2 separate regions of the Zea mays genome follow, and region 2 is linked to region 1. A link is a contact called in public Hi-C data. All regions are on one chromosome and are shown on one strand. Each heading gives the region's core, a stretch centred on a gene start, on an enhancer-like site or on the middle of the called end of the contact. The rest is flanking DNA. Distances are from core to core; before and after follow the strand shown. Region 1 holds the start of LOC100193935. Region 2 holds the start of LOC101027212.

The links. Hi-C and Micro-C count contacts between places; a contact is called where the count stands out from the background.
Region 2: a Hi-C map of leaf mesophyll shows a contact between it and region 1, with 2.9 times the contacts expected there. The contact joins the promoter of LOC101027212 here to the promoter of LOC100193935 in region 1. A contact is called at or near these places in 3 of 25 Hi-C or Micro-C datasets (ear, leaf and leaf mesophyll).

Annotation. Positions count from the first base shown.
Region 1 is chr5:35,523,255-35,529,054 of Zm-B73-REFERENCE-NAM-5.0, forward strand. LOC100193935 reads right to left here and starts at 2,490. Exons shown (of 7, transcript NM_001139005.1): 1 at 2,272-2,490; 2 at 2,118-2,175; 3 at 1,925-2,029. The coding sequence starts at 2,399.
Region 2 is chr5:35,728,938-35,734,959 of Zm-B73-REFERENCE-NAM-5.0, forward strand. It overlaps LOC101027212, which reads left to right and starts at 2,508. Exons shown (of 6, transcript XR_002262229.2): 1 at 2,508-2,854; 2 at 3,410-3,842; 3 at 3,925-4,097; 4 at 4,200-4,421; 5 at 4,888-4,962; 6 at 5,826-6,022. It overlaps LOC111589465 (small nucleolar RNA snoR2/U65), which reads left to right and starts at 3,238; the gene lies at 3,238-3,388. It also overlaps the pseudogene LOC103628133.

The sequences.
Region 1 (5,800 bases), core at 1,240-3,739:
TTCTATTTTATCCTGAAAACCCAAAACTCTAAATCCTTCATGCATTTCAGAGCAGGAGCTGTGTCAAATAGGGCCATATAGTAACCAAATAAGTTGATCAACAACACATGTTGAGTTGTTGACCATGCATATATGTGAAAGGGGATTGTGACCAAATCCTTTTTTTTCTCGAAAGAGCGCAGGAGGACTGCGCACCCATATATTAAAGTAGAGGGAAAATAAAGGGCCATAATGACCCAAGTACAAGCACTCCTTATGGAGGCCAGAAACAAGCATACACAAAGCTATCCATAAACAAGCCAGAACTTCATGGACAACTCAGACATTGAACCATAACCCAATAAAGATAATGTACAAAACAAAGACAAAATGCCATCAAACAAACTACAGCAGAACAGTACATCAATACAAACATGGTATTTTAAATCTTATACAGTCTAGCACAACGAATTCGGCAATTAAACTCAAAGAACAAAGATGGCATAGGACAAAATCCATCATATTACCCAAAATATCAACTTATCAAGGGACAACAGTCCTACCAAAACTCAAGTCTATTGAAGAGACAAGCCAAATTTTGTGTGGGGACAATGTGGAAAGCAAATAAGAACATTCTATGCCACCCGATAAAATTCAAGTTTCCTTCCATATGTTTAAGGTACAATGCTCCATTTGTAGAAATAATTGTGAGAAGTGCATGATGCACTATTCTAAAAACGTGAAACTTAAAAATATCACAGATGCAGTACAAGATTACAATGTTATATTGCATAGTCATGCAATATTTAGTGTCCTGTTTTGGCACCTACATGGCATCAAATGTGCACCCCCAAAAAAAGGATACAAATTTTGTGAAGATGGAACCCAGGGAACGAATAACTATTAGTGGTTTTGTGTAAATATGAGATCATATGGTCCTACGTTTCACATCTAAGATGCATATTTGAATCAGGTAATTTCATAGAGCAAGATAATTAAGTGGTTTTGTAAATGTCCACTTTGGACTCTCTTTTCCTTCTTAATATAATGATGTGCAGCGTCCAAGAAAAAAAATAGAGCAAGATAATTAATAAGCCAGTAAAACAAACAAACTTTTAATAAAGAGGAATGAATCAATTTTGTTGACCTTAAATCACAAAGCATATAAAAAGCTCTAGGCAGTAAATTAGTATCATTTTTGTACAGATAATTACAAACATCAGTGTTCAATGGATCACTATATCTTAATGTTTTTCTAAAAAGAAGTTAATCGTTGAAGTTATTGGTTATAGATAGTGAAACCCAACATGAAAATTATGTACGAGCGCCAAAAGTATAAAACCGAACTTAGTCATGCTAGCTGCAGCAGAGCCCACAAAGAAACAATCAAACTTCAGAAATTTCAACAAAAGAGCTATAGCATCAAATATTTAATTGCATGAAAGCATTAACCCATCACCACTGTTAAGTACCTCGGTTCTCGAATATTTATCACCCGCTAGTTCATTTTTGAACTAAAACGCGACAAATAAAAAAGAACGGAGGGAATATTAACCTAAGAACCATCTAGAACTATCAGTAATTCAAGCTAATAAATTTTCCTCTCATTTCAGGATTGCAATACCCATAGTAAGTTGCAATTGTTGCTTAGGGCTAGTTTGGGAACTACATTTTCCTAAGGGATTCCTATTTTTCCAAGGGAAAAACTAATTTCCCTTGGTAAAATGAAAATCACATGGAAAAATTGGCTTCCCAAACTAGCCCTTAACAGTTTAACAAATTTCAATTGCTTGTGGAGACCACCATGAATGTACAAGCATTACCTTCCATTAGTCCGTACACAGGCAAAGATTCTACATGATACTCCTTTCCATCTCCGAACCATTCGAACCCAGAAGATGACGATGGAAAGAAAGTGAAATCGACCGTAGTGCCGTATGCTCACCTGCTTCTTCTCGAGGAACATGCCGGAACTGGTGCGCACCTCACTCTGGACACTCTTACCGGACTTGTTGTCCGCCACCATAGACTTCTCCAGCTTGTCCTTGGCCTTCAACCAATCAAACACCGAATCAACCAACTAACCAACGAATCAAAGCATACATCACAAGCCAATCCACCCAGCCTCGGGCACTCACCAGCGCGATGAGGTGGTCGCACTCCGCATCCAACAGGAAACCCTTGTGCAAGAACGCCCTAATAGACATACGAAATCACACAGCCATCAAACTCCCGCGTGACCTAGGGTTTGGCGAAGGAGAGAGCAGAGTGGGAGGGAGATCAGATCGCCACCTGGGGCGCCAAGAGAGTTGAACCACGCGGGATGGGTCGAAGGAACCAGCGCCCCGGCTCGCCGCAGAAGCGCATCCGGTGAGGAGCGCGAGCACAGCCGCGAGACGGAGGTGGCTGCAGAAATCCATGGCGCGGCGAGATGGGAAGGCGACGAGCGGCCGGTGTGGCACTTGAACTGGGGGAGAAGAAGCGTGCGTGGGGTTAACGTTGACCGTCCAGACGCCCAAGCGATGTCAGACTCTGACAGCGGGTCCGGCAATACGTGGATCCGAACGAAGAATGGAGAGGGTGACTAGATGAAAAGGGACAGGTTAGACCGTTAGAGCAACTCCAGTAGTTCTCTAAAAGACTTTCTAAATCAATAATTTAGGTAGTTACATGAAAACTATTCTCCAACAGTTCTCTAAACGAACTTTTTAAATTTAACAACTTGTCATCTAACCTCATTTTCTCTCTACATTTAGCAACCATTTAACAAATCCCTAAACAAAAATATTGACTGCATTATATAGTTTTTGTGACTTGTTTTTTATGTGGATAAATACAAAACAAAATTACAACCTATATTTAGAGAACTATTGGAGAACTTATATTTTTTACTTCAAAAGACATTTAGCAACTTCTTAAATCTATGATTTAGAGAGCTAAAATTTACATAACTATTGGAGTTGCTCTTATAGAGCATTTCCATAGCTCTTTAAAACCTTAATTTTAATCTTTATTTTATGGCTAGTTTGGCAACCCTATTTTTTAAGAGATTCTAATTTTATCAAGAAAAAATAAACTTATTTTTCTTAATAAAATAAAAAATTCTTTGAAAAAGAGTGTTGCTAAACTAGTCTTAGAGAAAAAGAAAAAAACAGCACTCAACTGTTTTTTATCGGTGCTCCCAAACTTGAAAATATCTATTTGCGGCATAAATATTTGTCACCCACCAACTCCTTATTTGATGTAGGTTTCGTATTCTCGCTCTATCGAGACTTAGCTGACACGTGTGATCAGGCGAGTCCAAACACTCGAGATGAGGAACACAGATGCACAACAAAACAGTAAATAGGAATTGTAGTGTCTTGTTAAGCGTGTCCTATTGTCACACCCGGTTCTAGGGGTAGAACCGAGCGCATACCATATGTGTGCCAGGATCCTTTTCCACACATATGTTGACATCACAAGTGTAATATATCAAAAGACAATGCAATAAAGGCGTAAAGAGAGTATAATACTTTATTACATCATCTGAAACATTGTATCTTTAACAAGTATCACATCAAAGTAAAGCGGAAATAAACAACTGGGCAATCTCCCACAGGAAGATGACCGGCGCATCGTTAGACTTAGTATTCATCGTCGTCGATAAAATCTCCATCAAAGTCTCCAGCATCACCCTCTGATCAAAATATTAGCAAGGGTGAGCTCACTTATGGTCGGGGCTCAGCAAGTGGGGGAAAAACTAATGCAGGTATAACAAGGTGAGGCTAAGGTTGAGCAGTAAGCATTTTAATTGGTCAACATTTTATTAACAACACCTGTCTTACTAATAAGTGTGAATCCCACATATCCCATTTAAACAAAGGAATATGAATCTAGCAAAAACACTTAAGTGAAAACCACTTAAGCAAATTATTGGCAGATCATCGGATCTCAATTTATGTCCATCTTTAAGTTCAATTATCATGTGAGGAGTCCAGGTCGCTCATAACCGGGAGCACGGCTGATATATCAGTTTTACACTCTGCAGAGGTGGTACAACTTTACCCACAAGCCATGTATCCCATCTAGCCCGGGTTGATCGGACCCTTAGACACTGCCGAGGTGAATGGCTAGGGATCCATTATGAGGTTTTCACAAAACACACTTAATACAAAGCAACCCGCTAAGGTTTCTAAGACGATGGTGGTGGCCCCCTGGGTGAAGTACCTTAGCCAAGAATACGACCCCATGTTAACGTGGGCTGCCAGCACCTACCGCTCCCCCTCTTGCCAATCTTTCAGGTAAGGTTGCTAGGCACTAAGTGAAAGGGAATTAGGCTTACACCTAGTTCGTAAATAATTTTGGTGGTTGAATTGCCCAACACAAATAATTGGACTAACTAGTTTGCCCAAGTGTATAGATTACACAGGTGTAAAAGGTTCACACTTAGCCAATAAAAAGACCCAGTTTTGGATTCAACAAAGGAGCAAAGGGGCAACCGAAGGCACCCCTGGTCTGGCGCACCGGACTGTCCGGTGCGCCACCGGACATGTCCGGTGCACCAGGGGGACTCAGACTCAAACTCGCTACCTTCGGGAATTCCCTGAGGCGACTCGGCTATAATTCACCGGACTGTCCGGTGTACACCGGACAGTGTCCGGTGCGCCAAGGGTGGTCGGCCTCAGGAACTCGCCAGCTTCGGGAAACTCCAACGGCTAGTCCACTATAATTCACCGGACTGTCCGGTGTGCACCGGACTGTCCGGTGCGTCTCCGGAGCAACGGCTACCTCCGCGCCAACGGCTCTCTGCGGTGCAATAAATGCGCACGCAGCGCGCGCAGATGGCAGGCGTGCCCATACTGGCACACCGGACAAGGAACAGTAGTTGTCCGGTGTGCACCGGACACCCAGGCGGGCCCACAAGTCAGAAGCTCCAACGGTCAGAATCCAACGGCAGTGATGACGTGGCAGGGGGCACCGGACTGTCCGGTGCGCCATCGAACAGACAGCCTTCCAACGGCCACTTTTGGTGGTTGGGGCTATAAATACCCCAACCACCCCACCATTCATTGCATCCAAGTTTTCCACTTCTCAACTACTACAAGAGCTCTAGCATTCAATTCAAGACACACCAAAGAGATCAAATCCTCTCCAAACTCCACACAACGCCATAGTGATTAGAGAGAGTGATTTGCTTGTGTTCTTTCGAGCTCTTGCGCTTGGATTGCTTTCTTCTTTCTTGATCCCTTCTTTGCAATCAAACTCACTTGTAATTGAGGCAAGAGACACCAATCTTGTGGTGATCCTTGTGGGAACTTTGTGTTCCAAGTGATTGAGAAGAGAAAGCTCACTCGATCCGTGGATCGTTTGAGAGAGGGAAGGGTTGAAAGAGACCCGGCCTTTGTGGCCTCCTCAACGGGGAGTAGGTTTGCAAGAACCGAACCTCGGTAAAACAAATCCGTGTGTCTCACTTCGTTATTTGCTTGCGATTTGTTTTGCGCCCTCTCTCGCGGACTCGTTTATATTTCTAACGCTAACCCGGGTTGTAGTTGTGTTTATATTTGTAAATTTCAGTTTCGCCCTATTCACCCCCCCTCTAGGCGACTATCAATTGGTATCAGAGCCCGGTGCTTCATTAGAGCCTAACCGCTCGAAGTGATGTCGGGAGATCACGCCAAGAAGGAGATGGAGACCAGCGAAAAGCCCACTACAAGCCACGGGAGCACTTCATCGGAAGAGTCCCGCACCAAGAGGAAGGAGAAGAAGAAGGACTCCTCCAAACGGAAGGAGAAAAAGTCTTCCTCTTCTCACCACAAAGAGAAGAAGGAAAAGTCTTCTT
Region 2 (6,022 bases), core at 1,258-3,757, 210 kb after region 1:
TAGAAATGGCCCAAGGGCACATTTTCCTTTCACTTCTCCCCGCGCACAGTCCATTCCCATGTTCTGCCACCATTCTATATCTATCATTCTCATTCCCCCTCCCCGCAAAGCCCATTCCCATTCTCATTCCCCCGTACAGCCGAAGCCTAGCTAAAATTAAAAAAATACGGACCCAAGGGGATTCGAACCCGTAACCTCTCAAGCAAATGCTAGGAGTAGCTACCACTACACCACATGTGTGTTTATATCTACATCTATAACAGAAAACACATATACTATATCTCTCCCCAAGCCCACCTACTACCCTTGCATAATGTGTAGTAGTAGATAAGTATCACCGAGATTCTTGAATTATATTTTTGGACGGAGGGAGTAGTATTTAAAGAAGAGCCTTGCATGCAATTTCTTTTGTTTGAATGATGTTTTCAACTTAAATTCCTTTTTTGCATGTGTGACATTTATTCTTCGTAATGTTTTTCCCATGGATCTGACTTGTGAGTCATTTTTATAAACCAACGCCAAACATGAATCCATGTTTCTTACTTGAAAACCCCGAACAAACACAATTAGCAGGAGGCACTCGTGTTGGGGTCACTCATCGACGACAAGAAGAAACTTGGCGACTGCCAGTTCGACCTCTAGAAACAGTCCTACGTGGCCGCATGTGCCGCTATGTACGACAAGCTCCAGCGCAGCCGCCGCTTGGACGCGGTGCAGAGCGGCTGCTCCACGCTGTCCATCGTCAAGAAGGGGGACCTCATGGTCGTCGCCAACGTCGGCGACTCTCAGGTTGTTCTGGGCACCGCATTCGACAACGACGCCATCACGTCATCCAGCTCATCGTCCACCTGAAGCCCAACCTGCCACGTAAGTCGCTACTAACTGGCCATAAATTCTTGTGCGCTGAGACGATGGTCGTTGCTAACGTTGTATGAGTGTCCTCGAACACGATGTATGTAGAGGAGTAGCGCATCCGGTGGTGCAACGGCCAGGGGTACTACCTTGCTGATGAGCCTGGGGTGCACTTCGTTTTACAGCCCAGCCAAGAGTCATCAGTACTCGGTATGTCGCGCGCGTTCGACGACTACTATATCGAGGATTGTGGCGTCATCTTGGCGCCAGAGGTGACGCAGAAGAGGACCGACAACAATGACCAGTTCGTCATCCTCGCCACCGTTGGGGTAGCTTTTGTGCCGGCTTGCCTTTAATTCTCTTCGCAAACACACACTTGCCTTTTTGTTTAAGCAAAAGCGTATGGTGGTACATGTCTGATGACTAACGATGTACGAGGGAATTTCTTCCGGTATGTGTGGAACATGCTCTCCAATGATGAGACCATACAAATCGTGACATATATCGAAGTTTGCATGATAATGATGGTTGCAATGTAGTGGTGAAACAGATAGATTATAAATAACAAAAGTTATGTATGGCTAGAATCACAAACTGATTATGAAACATTTTCTCATAACGGTATAACAAACATTTTGTATATAAGTTATCGTAGTATACTGATATTATATATTTCCGTTGCAACGCACGGGCATTCAGCTAGTATATATATATATCCTACTACTAAATAAGAGTGGAGCGTGGGCGCCCTGGCGCGGCCATACCCCCGCCTATCTCTAACTGACATGCTGGCCCCACAAGACACCCGCCTCCACCTCGCAGATGTGTGAGTCAATGGGCCACCCACACCTCGCCTCGCCTCCCCCATGGGTTGCGGCGCCGCGCTAGCCTGGAAGTCCGCTGGGCCCTGGCTGATCTCGTCCCAGACCTCCTCCACCGTCTTCCGGGACGGCGGCGGCGGCAGCGGCAGCGCGAACGACCCTACCGAACCAGTCCCCTCCCTCCTCCTCCTCCTCCTCCTTCGTTCTCACCTGTGCCCGTCGTCGTCGCCACGGGCACCGGCTCCCGATACGCGCCCTCCTTGTTGCAGCCGGCCGTGGCGGCCTGGAACTCCTCGGCGTTCCATATGTTGGCCATGAACTCGTCCATGTTCATGGACCCAAAGTTGCGACCCGGCTCACACAGCGAGTTCTGCAGCTCCTCCAGCGTCAGCGACATGATGGACGACTGCCGCGCCAGCGGATCCACCGCCTGCTGCTGCCGTTGCTCCTCGGCGGCATCGCTGGTCTGGGCGCGCGAGTGCTGCGAGGTGACCTCCTGCTCGTCGAGGGCCTTCACGTTCTTGCTCATCTCCGACGCCATATCTCACTCGACCTACGAGACTGACTCCTTTTTAGCACACTCTCTGCTGATGCGTTGTTGAACGTGACGCGGCACGCGGTCCTTATATGAAAAAAATTATGTACATACCGTATGCAAACACCACATATTTCTACATAAGTTATCGTAGTATTTTATGTTTCCGTTGCAACGCACGGGCAACCACCTAGTATATATATATATATATATATATTTATATTAAGAGCCCTGAGCTCTATATAACTGTGGAGAGCCTTGATCCGAAAAGTCGATTTCGGTTCAGCCCAAACCACAACCGGACAACCCAACCGTAATCCCCCACGCTTGTACGTACATTTTTTCCATCCATTCACCCTAAACTGTCACCTAAAATCTAGGATATATTATTCCCCCAAAACAAACACTAACCGGCCGGCCCAATTCTCACGCGCTCGCCGCCTAGGAGCATTCACGTTGGTGGCGGGCGGTGGCTCGGTTCCTCTCCTCCACCGCACCTCCAAGAATCCACCTCCACGACTAAGCTGACGGCTCGGCGGCGCCATGGCGGTTCACCGGCTCCAACCTTCCCTCTCTGGCCTACAGTGCTCCACCGCCCGGTCGCCAGTGCTCCTCCATGGGCCACGGCTGACGGGTGCACGCACCGGTATGCATCCCTTGCTGCTCTAATTCCCGACGCTCTAGCTCGTGTACCAGATGTGCAGACTGTCGCCTAGCCCTGCTCCGGCGTGAAGGACTTCTGCTTCTGCCCCTGCGCATCCCGCCCTTGGTCGCGCACCTCGGCATGTTCCTCGGCCCGACGGCTACTGTCTTGAGGCATACGGTGGCCGCCCACCTCGTACCCAGTCACCAGATCTCAAGTTCCACCTCAAAATCCAGATCAAGTGAATGCCATGTTTCATCCTTGGTCCAATCGGTTCTTACTGGAATTTGTTGGCAGGCAACGAGCACCCACCACCGGTTAAGTCTCTCCCCTTCGGTCCTTCCTCCCTTTCTTCTGTGTTAAGCCACCGAGCACCCAAGCGGTTTGGCCTGATGCCACATCTCTGGTAGCTACAAACCTACAAGCTTTGACAAAAGATGCTATGATTAGGCCGATACAAAGTTGTTTCTGCTTCTTTATCTCTGTATCATACTAGCACTTATTAGGTTGCAACTCGATTGTTTAGGTACTAGATTTGATCTGATTGTGAATTACCAGATGGTTGGTGCAGGCAGGAGAGGTGGATTTGGTGGACCTAGATTCGATGTGCAGAGAGCGACTTGGAGGTGGCTGACATCTTCAAGCACTGCAACATGCAGTTACAACTACTGTTGGCCATACAGGGAAATGCTGGGCCTATTATACCAATTGTTCAAAGCATGGACCTTGTATAGCTACATGTTTTTATCATAGATATATTAATTTCTGAAATGCCCATATATTGGTATATTTGTGGAAATTTATTGGCCAACTGTAAGCCCGTCGTGATGCACAGAACATTTGTGGTATAAGATTTTTCTGTTGATGTTTGCAGGTTATTTTTCCAGCACTTGACATTCGAGTGAAAAATGTCGCAGGGACATATTCTCTTGAACATAAAGGAGAAAATTATCTCTTCGCACATCAGACAAGGCTTCTACTCTTTCAGAAGGTTTGTTCAGTTGGTTTTTCTATCCTCTAGAATGGTGGACGAGATTTCTATGTCATTGAGATATTTTTATTTGGCCTTGTAGAAAGTCATTTTCAAGAGAATCTTGAACAAAATGACCAGATGTTTAGGCCTGGTTGGAAGGACATTTTTCGAATGAATCAGAGTGAGCTCGAGGCTGAGATTCGAAAAGGTCTCTCGAGATTCTACTCTTGATCCAAGGAGGAAGGCCTATCTGATCCAAAATCTCATGACCAGGTTTGTTATCTAAAAATAAAGTAAATAAGTTGACTGTTATCTCCCCTTAAGAATACATAAAATAAGTCTGTATTATATGTGTTTTAAATTTGTAAATTTTAGCCGTTGGATAGCTGCTCAGCAGAAATCACCACAACCAAGCGTCGAAGGACATAATGGATGTACACGACGACCTGGATGTGTTCCTTCGTACCGAGACCCAGGGAAACAAATATTTGGCTGTGAGCATTACAAAAGAAACTGCAAGCTTGTTGCTGCATGCTGCAATAAGCTATTCACTTGCATATTCTGTCACGATAAAGTTAGTGACCATACAATGGACAGGTATCTTCACCACAACCATTCATTTTACCGTCCACACCTTTCCTGCTGAGGGATGCTTTCAAGGATTTCATTTTAACATCGAACCAATATCAATTAAGCATGGCATTTTATTTGGAAATAGATGTTTGTGGTGGTGCCATGGACCTGTGCGTCCCTTGTGAAATGAATTGATTTTTTGTCATTGAATTTTCTAACTGAAGCTTTTTCATTCGTTTGATTCACTTGAGCTCCCTTAAGTTGTATTGTATTATTTAATCATAAATGCCATCCTTCCTCTTATAGTTATATAATCAAATATTAGTTTTAATCCTATCTGCATGGTTTACAATGTATTGGGTTGTGTCATTGTGTGAAGAATGTTTGGTGGTTAGTCTGACCACATGTGTTAGCTGAATATGAGTGCCGAGCAGTAGCATGCATATAAGTTCCACTGCATTCAATATTTACATTTTTTTCTTATTTCCAGGTAACTCAAGAGGTCCACTTATTGACTCTTATGACCATGTAATTGGTGTTAATACAACTACATTAACACGTAAAGGTGAGTCAAGATTCTCTCATTAAAATATTTGTAGTCAAGATTCTTTTTTGTGATGTTCCAAACTGAAAGAGTGCATCCGGGCTGTTGCTGTGAAAGAAAGTGAAAGATGATGAGGTCAAAAAATGTCTTTACTTGGCAAATATACTTGAAACATAATTTGTTATATTGTATCTAAAATTGAGAAACAGATGGTGGTGAGAAAACATTGCTCTCGCATGATTGGATATTTTTGATCTTCTAATGCTGAAAGAATGCAACATAATATTCTGATACTTGGAATTTATTTGAGTAATTTTAACTAAACCTGTACGTGCTAATGAGACATGCATATAATTACTGCTATATAGTTTGGTAGACCTGACTTTGTGATCATTGTTTCCTGGGTATGCTTATGATTTTTCTGCAATTTATCTGTGCTATACTAGACTTAATCAGTAGTTCCACTGATTTTTAGTCGTTATATTAATAATCTGAATGCTCATGACCAAAGGCCGTTAGTTCGCTGATGAACACAATTTTCGATGTTAGAAGTGGATTGTTGTTTGACTCTAGTTCTTACATTTTGTCTTTCCTTTTGCGGATCTTTTTTACATGGAGAATAGATATCCAGGCTATCAATGTTGTAATCAGTTTTGATTTGATTTTGATGTTCAAATTGTAAATCTTTGTTGCAATATGCATTTTGTTATAATAGAAACAATATAAAGAAAATAGTATAGAGAATAAATGTCATCTGGTACAATTGTATTAGTCTTATCCCTGTTATCATAGCTTTTGCTTTTCCTTAGCCATAATGAATGAGCAAATTAGCATGGGTACCTTATGCTGATTTGCTTCTGTCTTGATGGTTTATTCTCTCATAGGTTGGTAGATCTGGAAGGTCTTGATGGTCTAATACCTGTCTATGAGTACGAAAGAAAAGGCGGGAGAAGTCGGTCTCTGCAGCATCGCGCGTGAAAAAAAATCAGCCAATTCCATGAGCATTGATGTTGTCATGACTTCAAGGAGAGACCATGCTAAGAATAATGCATTATGACATTTGTCAGGCTTACATATCGAT